3 separate regions of the Zea mays genome follow, and all the other regions are linked to region 1. The links are chromatin contacts, called in public Hi-C maps. All regions are on one chromosome and are shown on one strand. The core of a region is the stretch at or near the end of the contact, and the rest is flanking DNA. Distances in the headings are between cores, read along the strand shown.

What was found. Hi-C and Micro-C count contacts between places; a contact is called where the count stands out from the background.
Region 2: a contact with region 1 is called in a Hi-C map of leaf mesophyll, with 4 times the contacts expected there. The contact joins the promoter of LOC542451 here to the promoter of LOC100279065 in region 1. A contact is called at or near these places in 3 of 25 Hi-C or Micro-C datasets (ear, leaf mesophyll and tassel).
Region 3: a contact with region 1 is called in a Hi-C map of tassel, with 2.2 times the contacts expected there. The contact joins the promoter of LOC100272958 here to the promoter of LOC100279065 in region 1. A contact is called at or near these places in 2 of 25 Hi-C or Micro-C datasets (leaf and tassel).

What each region holds. Positions count from the first base shown.
Region 1 is chr7:127,634,110-127,637,091 of Zm-B73-REFERENCE-NAM-5.0, forward strand. LOC100279065 reads left to right here and starts at 1,307. Exons shown (of 9, transcript NM_001354577.1): 1 at 1,307-1,919. The coding sequence starts at 1,413.
Region 2 is chr7:127,282,061-127,285,260 of Zm-B73-REFERENCE-NAM-5.0, forward strand. It overlaps LOC542451 (cysteine protease 2), which reads left to right and starts at 1,922. Exons shown (of 8, transcript NM_001112009.2): 1 at 1,922-2,193; 2 at 2,321-2,442; 3 at 2,545-2,666. The coding sequence starts at 2,000.
Region 3 is chr7:128,021,287-128,024,455 of Zm-B73-REFERENCE-NAM-5.0, forward strand. It overlaps LOC100272958 (Plant viral-response family protein-like), which reads right to left and starts at 1,794. Exons shown (of 1, transcript NM_001147410.1): 1 at 579-1,794. The coding sequence starts at 1,717. The coding sequence ends at 761.

The DNA.
Region 1 (2,982 bases), core at 57-2,556:
TTAGTAAATTAGCTACTAGTTAGAGCATCTCCAAGCGACTCTTAATTTTTGGCTCTCTATTTGACTCTATATTTATCTTTTCATAAAGATTACACTTTATATGTAGCATCTCATCAGTCCAACAGGATCTAGTTTGACTAGTCAGAGTGGCTAGCCAAGTTTGGCCAGTGACGGAACCAATTTAAAGAGTCAAATAGCTTGACGAGTCACATTGTTAGTCGGTTGGAGATTTATTTTGCTACTAAGTAGCCAAAATTTGGCTTGACGAGTTAATTGACTAATCTTTTGAAGATGCTCTTAACTAACTATTTGTTAATTAGCTAATTATACTAGAATTTTTTAGTCAACTAACTATTATCTATAGTGCATCTAAGGGAGTGTTTGAATGCACTAGAGCTAATAGTTAATTAGCTAAAAATATACTAGTAGAATTAGCTAGCTAACAGATAGTTAGCTAACTAGTAGTTAATTTACTAAAAATAGCTAATAGCTAAACTATAAGCTAAGGTGTTTGAATATCTCTAGCTAATTTTAACCACTAACTATTACTCCCTCCGGTGCAGTAAAAGAAGTCATCCTGCGCGTGACCGAGCGTGCACAAAAAGAAGTCATAGCGCGCGTGGGTCTGGGATTTGGACGTTATTGCCCCTAGTAATTGCACAAAAAAAGATGCATTTAAGAGGAATCGAACTTGAGACCTCCAGTCTAGAATGCCTTGGAGCTGCTGCAGCAACCAATCAAGCCTGATTGTTTTAGTGACATTAATGCACTCATATCCCTATTTAATAGGGGCAAACAGGGAAAACTCTATGATAATTAATCACTCCTTGGTATGCACAATTATGTCCTAAACGACTACCTTTACTGCACTGGAGGAAGTATCTCTAGTGCATTCAAACACCCTCTAAATACCCTTCATCTTCCGTGTTCGCTCCTTCCAACCAATCGATACAGAGATCTATTCTAGAAAGCAGCTTTATCCGAGAATCTAGCGGAAGCTGTTTTTCGAACCACGCGGCCCACCTGAGCTGATCTTTTCCTCCCTTTGTCAGAGTCCGCAGTTACTACCGCAGCTGAGAGATCAAGACGAGATCTCGGACGAAATGGAAGTTTCTCAAATTTCTGCATGCGAACGAGAACGAGCGCCGACGCGTCCAAATGGCAAGGCCGTAATTGCAGTGCCACGTCTGACCGTTTCCCTGTGTGTCTGTCTCCTCACTCCCGTGTCCCGTCTCCTTTTTTCCCACTACGCGGTCTTCGCTCGCTCCTCGAGTTCAGTCCTCACCTCCCCACCGAGCTCCATTAATGGCGCCTCCCCTAATTTTGCCATAAGTGCCGAGACCACGTGGGGTCTGGGAAGGAAAGGCTACTGCCACTTCAGAGGTCGGCCTGGGAGGCTGCATCGCATCCACATGGGGTACCAGCCCATGCACGGCAACGGCGGGACAGCCGGTGCCGGGACATCAGGCTCCGGCGGCGGCGGCGGCGGAGACCACTTGCGCCACCACCAGCAGCAGCGCCTGCACAGCCCCCGCATGGCCGGCGGAGGCTCCATGACGCGCCGGGCCAGCTCGTTCAAGCGCGGCGGGGGCGGCGAGATCGAGCTCCAGATCGGCTCTCCGCGCTCGCCGAGGTGCGACGGGTTGGGGAGCCCTCCCTCGGACTCCGTGGAGTCGTCCGGTAGCGGCCTCCTCCTCCACCAGAGCCAGCAGAACCAGCACCTCCGGTTCCGGCTCTTCAAGCCGCCGGTCTCCGGCGGCAGCGCGGTCGGACTTGGTCTGGGGATCCGCGAGAGGAGGAAGCTCGGGAACATGCTGTTCCTCGCCTTCTGCGGCGTGTGCTTGCTCCTCGGCGTCGTCAAGATCTTGGCGGGCGGCTGGTTCGCCCTCCCTGGCAATGACAAAGACGCCGATTTGAAGGTAAATAATTAGGATTTTTATGTGCAATGGTAGCTGTTATTATTTGATACGCCTATGTTGTTCACCCTCCTGAGTCATGATCAACAGCTCCTGGAGAGTCACCTAAATGTCTTATCCCAACTTGTCATGATGAATAAACATGCTCTCAGCCTACTTGTTCAGTTACTTGCAAGCTCGGTGGTCTCGTTGCAGAAAGCATCACGATTTTCTGAATTTGTTTATCAGATGCCCCTTTTCATAGAATTTATTACCCTTAGCATTCCCAATTGTAGCAATGCATTTTGCGAGCCTAGTAATTTCCAGCTGTAATTTCACTCAGTGGGATTAGGACCGCAATGGTTTAACAGATATCTGATGGGACCTGCATTCTGTTGTGATCCTTTTAGTTTGGATTGTATAAAAAATCATTTTAATGAAATAGCTGGGAGATATAAGAGACCGGCCTAGCAAAAATAATCTGGTTTTGGATCTGTTAGGTTGGACCATTTGAGTTAGGGAGCATATCAAGTGCAAACCAATCTATTGGTGCAAAACTTGCAAACCAACACAAGAATGGAGACAAGAATGGAGGTGGCAAGACCTTTTTTATATGATTTTTTTTAAAAGGTTCTCCCACCTCCATTCTTTTGTTGGTTTGCACCAATAGGTTGACTTGCACCTGATATGTTACATTTATACTGTTCTATGGAACTTCATTAGATAGGTACCAATGAGAAGCTTTCGGTACAGACGGACAGGTATTGGCAGTTGGCTTACAAAGAGACACTAGCTCTAATGTTACTGTCTATTACTCTATTGGCAGTTGGTTTCTGTAGGCTGTTTGTGCACCTTCGTTTTCTTCTCCCGTATATGTCTATGGTCTCATATAGACACCTTTTGTCTTTGTCATCAATGGTCATGGTCTTTACTAGCCATAGGTGTGCATATGGTAGTTAATACTAGGGGTGCAAACAGTCAGATAGCTACAGTCTTGGTTTCGGATTCAAATACCGATGGTGTCAACTGTGTCGGATAGTTCTTGTGTCATGTGTGTGTGGGGGGGGGGGGGGGGGGGGGCATGTGG
Region 2 (3,200 bases), core at 672-3,171, 350 kb before region 1:
TTTGGAATTTGACATTCCACCACTTTCCAAAGTTCATATATTAGTCTATCTCAAATTCATGGGGTGGGGGATGGGAAATGATTTTATACAGTAGTAGAATTTGTTTCTACTCTGTAACTTACGTGACACTCTTCATCTCACTCCTCTATAGTAAAAATATAGCACATAAATATCTTCGATATCTTGCTAATAATAGTATACAAATATATTTTGTATAAAACTGAATTAGCTTAATTGATATATGCCTAAATTACTATTATTAGAATAGAATTCAATTCCAATGATCCAAACGGGGCGTAATATAAATAATACGTAACATCCAACTGACGTGTTCACCTATAGAGAATATTCCTTCTGATTCTACTTTCAGAATGATGCCGTTGCCGTGTATCGAGCAAGTACTCTCACTCGAAGTATCTTATCTCCCACATCCAGCACAAAAATCTTCTGTTCGTGGCAAATCTTGTGGCGGTTGAACGAAAGAATGCTATATAAGTAGCTATAGAGAACGTATTATGTGTAAACCAACCGTTCAGTGTAAATCGTGTGTAAATAGTCATGTTAATTTTTTGGCGGCAGATCAAGTACAAACTGTATGCCTCGGACAAACATGTACAAACCACAACACTGGCCACTAGATCTATATCCAACGTTCATAACCATCCATCCCTCTTTGCTGCACTCTGCAAACGAGCACCCCCATCTCGTAGCAACATCTTGTCTCCGACAAGCTCTCGATGTAGTGGAGGCCCTCCACCGCAATATCCTAGTGTATATATGATGTTGGAGAAGCGACTCCTAAATAATGGTGGCAAGATGTTGCTAGGTTTGTAGCCATAGCCTCAATCTAAGATCATCCCAAGCCATGCGACCTGATTCTACGAGGCCTACAACCAGGCATGACACGTCGTCTACCCACTCTTGTGCATCATCGGTCACTTGATCTGACTTGGTTCCTAACCACTTACCCTAGGTTCCAAAGCCCTAAGTTTCTCGTATATTGTTAGTCATTCTTAGTGGGAGTTTTATGTGTATTTCATTCTTGTTAAATAGCATGCCAACTAAGCAAACATGATGACATAATATGCAATCTAATAAAAAGATATATGAGTGGGTTTCATAAAAAAGGGAGAGAGTTTCATGAGGAGTGAAACTCTGAATACAGATACTGATATGACAGCTTTAAAAGTAGTGTTATGAAATCATCATTGAGAAATGGTATTAGCACTCAATCGATTTCTACGCTGTCAATTGTCATGAGCACAATTTTCACCCAAAGAGGCACACCAGCAATGTCCGCTTGTAGTGTCCGAGACGTTGCTCCATCGCCGTCGTCTTGTTTCTGTGCGCTCCATTCAATGCGGCAAGTGGCTCAATCCCAAGCGGTCGTCGCCTCCCAGCCCCAGCAGCAAAATATCTTCCCATGCGGCCATGCCTTGAAAATTGGAATAGATTCTCTAGATTCACCGCCGCGTCATCTTCACTACTTTCTCACTGGCCCAATCAGCATCTCCTTCTCCGAGCTCAATCATGCTCAGTCAAGCGTCACCAATGGCGTCACGGTTGGTTTTGTCACTGTCTGCATGCAAGGGTATACTACGAATTTTGCTTCGCAAGTGTAAATGGAAAATGGATCTAAACAACTGCACTGCACCAATTTTGGAACGCGGAACCGAGAGTCTGTTTGGGTTCGTTTGAAACGCGCTGATGTTTCTCATTTTTTTAATAGATGTAGTTACCTGATATTTAAGTTGGACGATCAAACGACTGTGTCAAGTGTGATTAACAAAAGCATCGAAAATAAAATTTAACGCCATAAAAAACAGTGGATAATAGTAGGACTTCATAATAGAAAAAATTATCAAACGGAATGGAGGGGCCCAACGCAGTATATAGCAGCCGGGTGGTGCCGGACATCCGACGCTCGTGCCAGCAGGCCATTCTTCTCGCCTTACTCCCTCACAGAACCCAGTAAAATATTGCCAGTCCCGCCGTCGAGATGGCCCCACGCCGCCTGCTCGTCCTCGCCGTCGTCGCCCTCGCGGCCACCGCCGCCGCGGCCAACTCCGGCTTCGCGGACTCGAACCCGATCCGCCCCGTCACCGACCGCGCGGCCTCCGCGCTCGAGTCCACGGTCTTCGCCGCGCTCGGCCGCACCCGCGACGCGCTCCGCTTCGCACGCTTCGCTGTGAGGTGAGCACCCAGTCACCTAATCCAGCGGCCAGCGGTCCAAACCCCGCCGCCGTGCGCCCTCCCGTTTCCATTCTCCATGATGGCCTCACGATTTCTGCGGTTATGCCGCCGCCGTCTCGCGATACAGGTACGGCAAGAGCTACGAGAGCGCGGCGGAGGTCCACAAGCGGTTCAGGATCTTCTCCGAGAGTCTCCAGCTCGTCCGCTCCACCAATCGGAAAGGCCTCTCCTACCGCCTCGGCATCAACCGTATGACCTTGACCGCCTCAGTCCTCCTCGCCCCAATCTGTAACCGTGGGCTTCAGCGCGTCCCGGATTCTCATATGTTTGTTATGTGTGGCTGGTGTACAGGCTTCGCGGACATGAGCTGGGAGGAGTTCCGTGCGACCCGGCTCGGCGCAGCCCAGAACTGCTCCGCCACGCTTACCGGCAACCACCGGATGCGCGCCGCCGCCGTTGCGCTGCCGGAGACGGTGAGTTACCAAAGCTGTTCGTCGGTCGTCACTCGTCACAGATAATCCTCTCTGTCTTGTAACGTAACGTTTTGACTCCCAAACGGGCAGGCGAGTAGGTTGTAGCCACGTTGGTACTGTGATTTCATTTGTAACGGCATGAGACGGCCCTGTGTTGGTTCAGTTTATTTAGGCTTTACCGCTTTACAGGGGGGTTCGCAGCTTGTCTGTGGGCCTGTGGCTGCAGTATTTTCTCGTTGTTTTCATGCTTTGTGGTCTCTAGCTTTTGCCTATTTGCTCTGCCGGTCCCACCATGACAAGCAATGTTTTTCAGCCACTTCCTTCCTTGGCCCCATCACATGATGAAGTTAATGGTCCCTTTCTTTGCAGTACTAATTGCAACAGTGGAACTTCTCAAATTTGGTTTATGTTTCCAACAAAACCGCAAAATTGTTTAGAGCCTCTTTGGGAGAGCTCTTTCTCAGCTCCGGCTTCCCCGGAGGAGCTCTACCAAACTATTTATAGGAAGAGCCATTTTCAGCGAAAAACAAAAGC
Region 3 (3,169 bases), core at 544-3,043, 390 kb after region 1:
TACATTTCGGCGAATCAAACACCGTCTTAAACGGTAATGACGACTGATGTGGACGTCTGCACTGACCGATAGACGGAGGATCCCGCGGGTTTTCCTTCGCATCCTTCTGACCTTCTGGAATGGAACTGGACATTGCCCTATTTTTTTTTCTTATTTACTTTCAGCATGTGAATTCATGGGAAAGGTAGCAGTCATCGGTTTGCTTGAATTCCATCCATCATGCGGCGAGACATGCCAAATTCCTGTGCTCGATCTGTGTGGCTCAGCTTTCTTGTCCGGGAAGATTGCCAGGTGGAACTGCTGTTTTTTTAGCTCGAACACGTTGCACAAGGAGAGATTTTTTTTTACAGCCGGATAACACAGGTTTTCTTGATCATTATTTGTCAACTCAAATCGTTTGCGATTACAGTGGATTGCCGTTGTTGGCTTGTTGCGGGCTTAATTATAAAGAGAACTGCAGGCATAAAGCCAGTCCATGCAGGCATACAGCCTAGCGATCGCAGCAGTCAATGGTCAACGCCTGACACTATTGAATTAGCGTGGTGACAACTGACAAGTAGGATAAGATGGCTTCAGGTAGGATAAATATAGGATTCTTTTAATCCACAAGTGTCACTGTGTCACAAACTATAAACATTACAACCTCCCTAGAGAATATTTGCATGTTTTAATTTCACCAATAAACAAAAACGTTCAAGTCAAATTACACTATAACCACGCAACAACATGCTAACCTTTTGTACGGTGCTACGCACGACCCTCACCTCTCGATTTCGACAGGCCTCGTGCCGCTAACCACGTGTCCGAAACCGCCACGTTTTGCGGCCTCGACGTCGTCCTCATCGTCGTGATCATCATCTCCGATGCTGAACCGGCCATCGCTGCCGCTGCCGCCTCCCTTCACCAGCGGCAGGTACTGCGGCTCCTCGGGGTAGAGCTTCGCCATCTGGAGGTAGAACAGGACGACGAACACCACCGTGCCGGTGAGGTACCAGCTGAACTGGAGGTTGACGAGCGACTTGGCGCGGTCGAGCGCGTCGTCAGTGCGGCACCGGACGACGTCGTGCCCTTCCTCGAAGTTGAGGAAGCAGCCCTTGGGTATGAGCGCCGGCGTCCACAGCATGACGCCCATGACGACGAACCAGACGCCCTGGAACACGAGGCTGGCGGACCGGACCAGGCTCACCGCGAAGCTCCGCGGGTAGGGGATACCCAGCAGCGTGGTCGCGAGCGTGACGGCGATGGCCGTCTGCAGCAGCCAGTGGAACTGCCCCTCCACGCCCATGTGGTCCGCCGAGTGGAGGTGGAAGATGAGCAGCTGCTGCGCGAACGCCGCGGCGGCCACGAGCTGCGACACGGCGTCCCGCATGGGCGCCCTCGCCCTGTCCAGGTGGATGGTCACCGCCGCGAAGACGAGCAGCGCCAGCGAGATGGACGCGTGCTCGAAGTTGTGGAGGTGGTCGGACGGGATGGTGCCGTCGTCGTCGAACGGCTGGTGCTTCGCGGGGCCGATGACAAGCTCCATCAGGATGGACAGCACCGTGCCGATGATTATGAGTATGAGCTCCAGGTGCCGCACGCCCGGCACCGGGAACCAGACCGGGGCAGAGTACGAGCTCGGCCGCAGCAGGAACAGGCGGGTGTGGCTGAACAGCTGCCACAGGCCGATGAGGAGGAAGCCGGCGCCCGGCGCGACGTGCCCGACGAGGGTGCCCATGGCGTGTGCCGCCGCGCTGTGCCTTTTGCGTGCGACTGCGGAAGTGGACGACAGGGGAAGAAGTTGGTGGTGGCGTGTGGAGAGGGGAGGTTTGAAGGTTGATGGGCGAATATTGTGGGGGTTTAAGAAGGTCTGCAGGGTGTCTGGAGTGTTCGGAAGGTTTGAAGAGCACATTCGGATTTGAAACGTCTTTTGCATGTGTGTTCATCAGCAGTGATGTTGTAGCGTTGAAAGCTGGTCGCCAGGTGATTTGTTCTTAGTTTTGTTTCGCTTGCTTGTCATGGCTTCCGATTGAATATGTAGCTCCAAGTTTCTTATCTTTTCCATTGATATGCTAAATATTTTTTATTTAAGATTGTCGCGGATAACACTCTTTTGGATATCACTAACTACTGCTCCGGTTATTATATTCTTTCGAAAATGCTTCACGAACTAAAGAATCATAAGCCATCACATGACCTTGGTCATACTCATACCTATGTCTATCACTGAGGTTGCACGTGTAGCAGCATTCTCTTTCTTTGTTATTTGAGAATATTCTGAAATGTTTATCTGAATTCACTTATCTGAACACTGTAAGGCTGTGAATAAAAGGGATTAAACCATATTAATTCTAACTTTTACCCTCATTTTTTTTGTTGCGGTGGAAGAAGAGTAATGTCAGGAGAATGGTACATGGCATTTTGGTTTTCTTGTGAGTCGTTTAATAAAATTTGAACACTTTAGTTTTTGTAATTAAACATGATAGAGACTGAACTTTTATCTCTAGACTAAAGAAGCCAAACATACCTTATTTTTTTATCATCATTTATATATCGATATCTAACATTAAAGATTGAAGCGTTCTAATACATTTTTTATTTTAATATATTCGTCCATGCATAAATAAAAATTTTCATCCAATCCAGACCTTGTTTGGTAAGACTCTTCCTCAAGGGTTCGTCCAAAATAGCTCTGACTACTCCGTTTTTCACTGGAAGATGGATCCAAACATCTTTTTCTACTAAACCGTTTGGTAAAGTTTCCTCAAATCGATACTCTGACTTTAGTTGGTATTCCTTTCATACAAACCAACAAATCTATGTCTTTATTATTTATCAAAGAGAAAAAAAGAACAGAAAAACAAAAAAAAAATGGAACGTATAAACGAGAGATGAGAAAAATGGAAGTAAAAAACAAAACAAAATTAAAATACAGACATAAATAAAATAAAACACGGGCTAAAGACATAAAGCGAAAAAAAAGAATATAATGGAGAAAAAAATTACAGACGGGCAAAAACGTGAAAAAATGACTATGCAGAGCAAAGGGGCTCACAGCAAAACATACGTCTCCAGAATCATTTATAGTGTGTTTGATTTAAGGAATGAAGTGATCCATCTTCTTCTCACTGCTCACTTTTTTATTTGGTTTGTGGAATAGAATGGATTGATCCATCACCACTTTATTTCT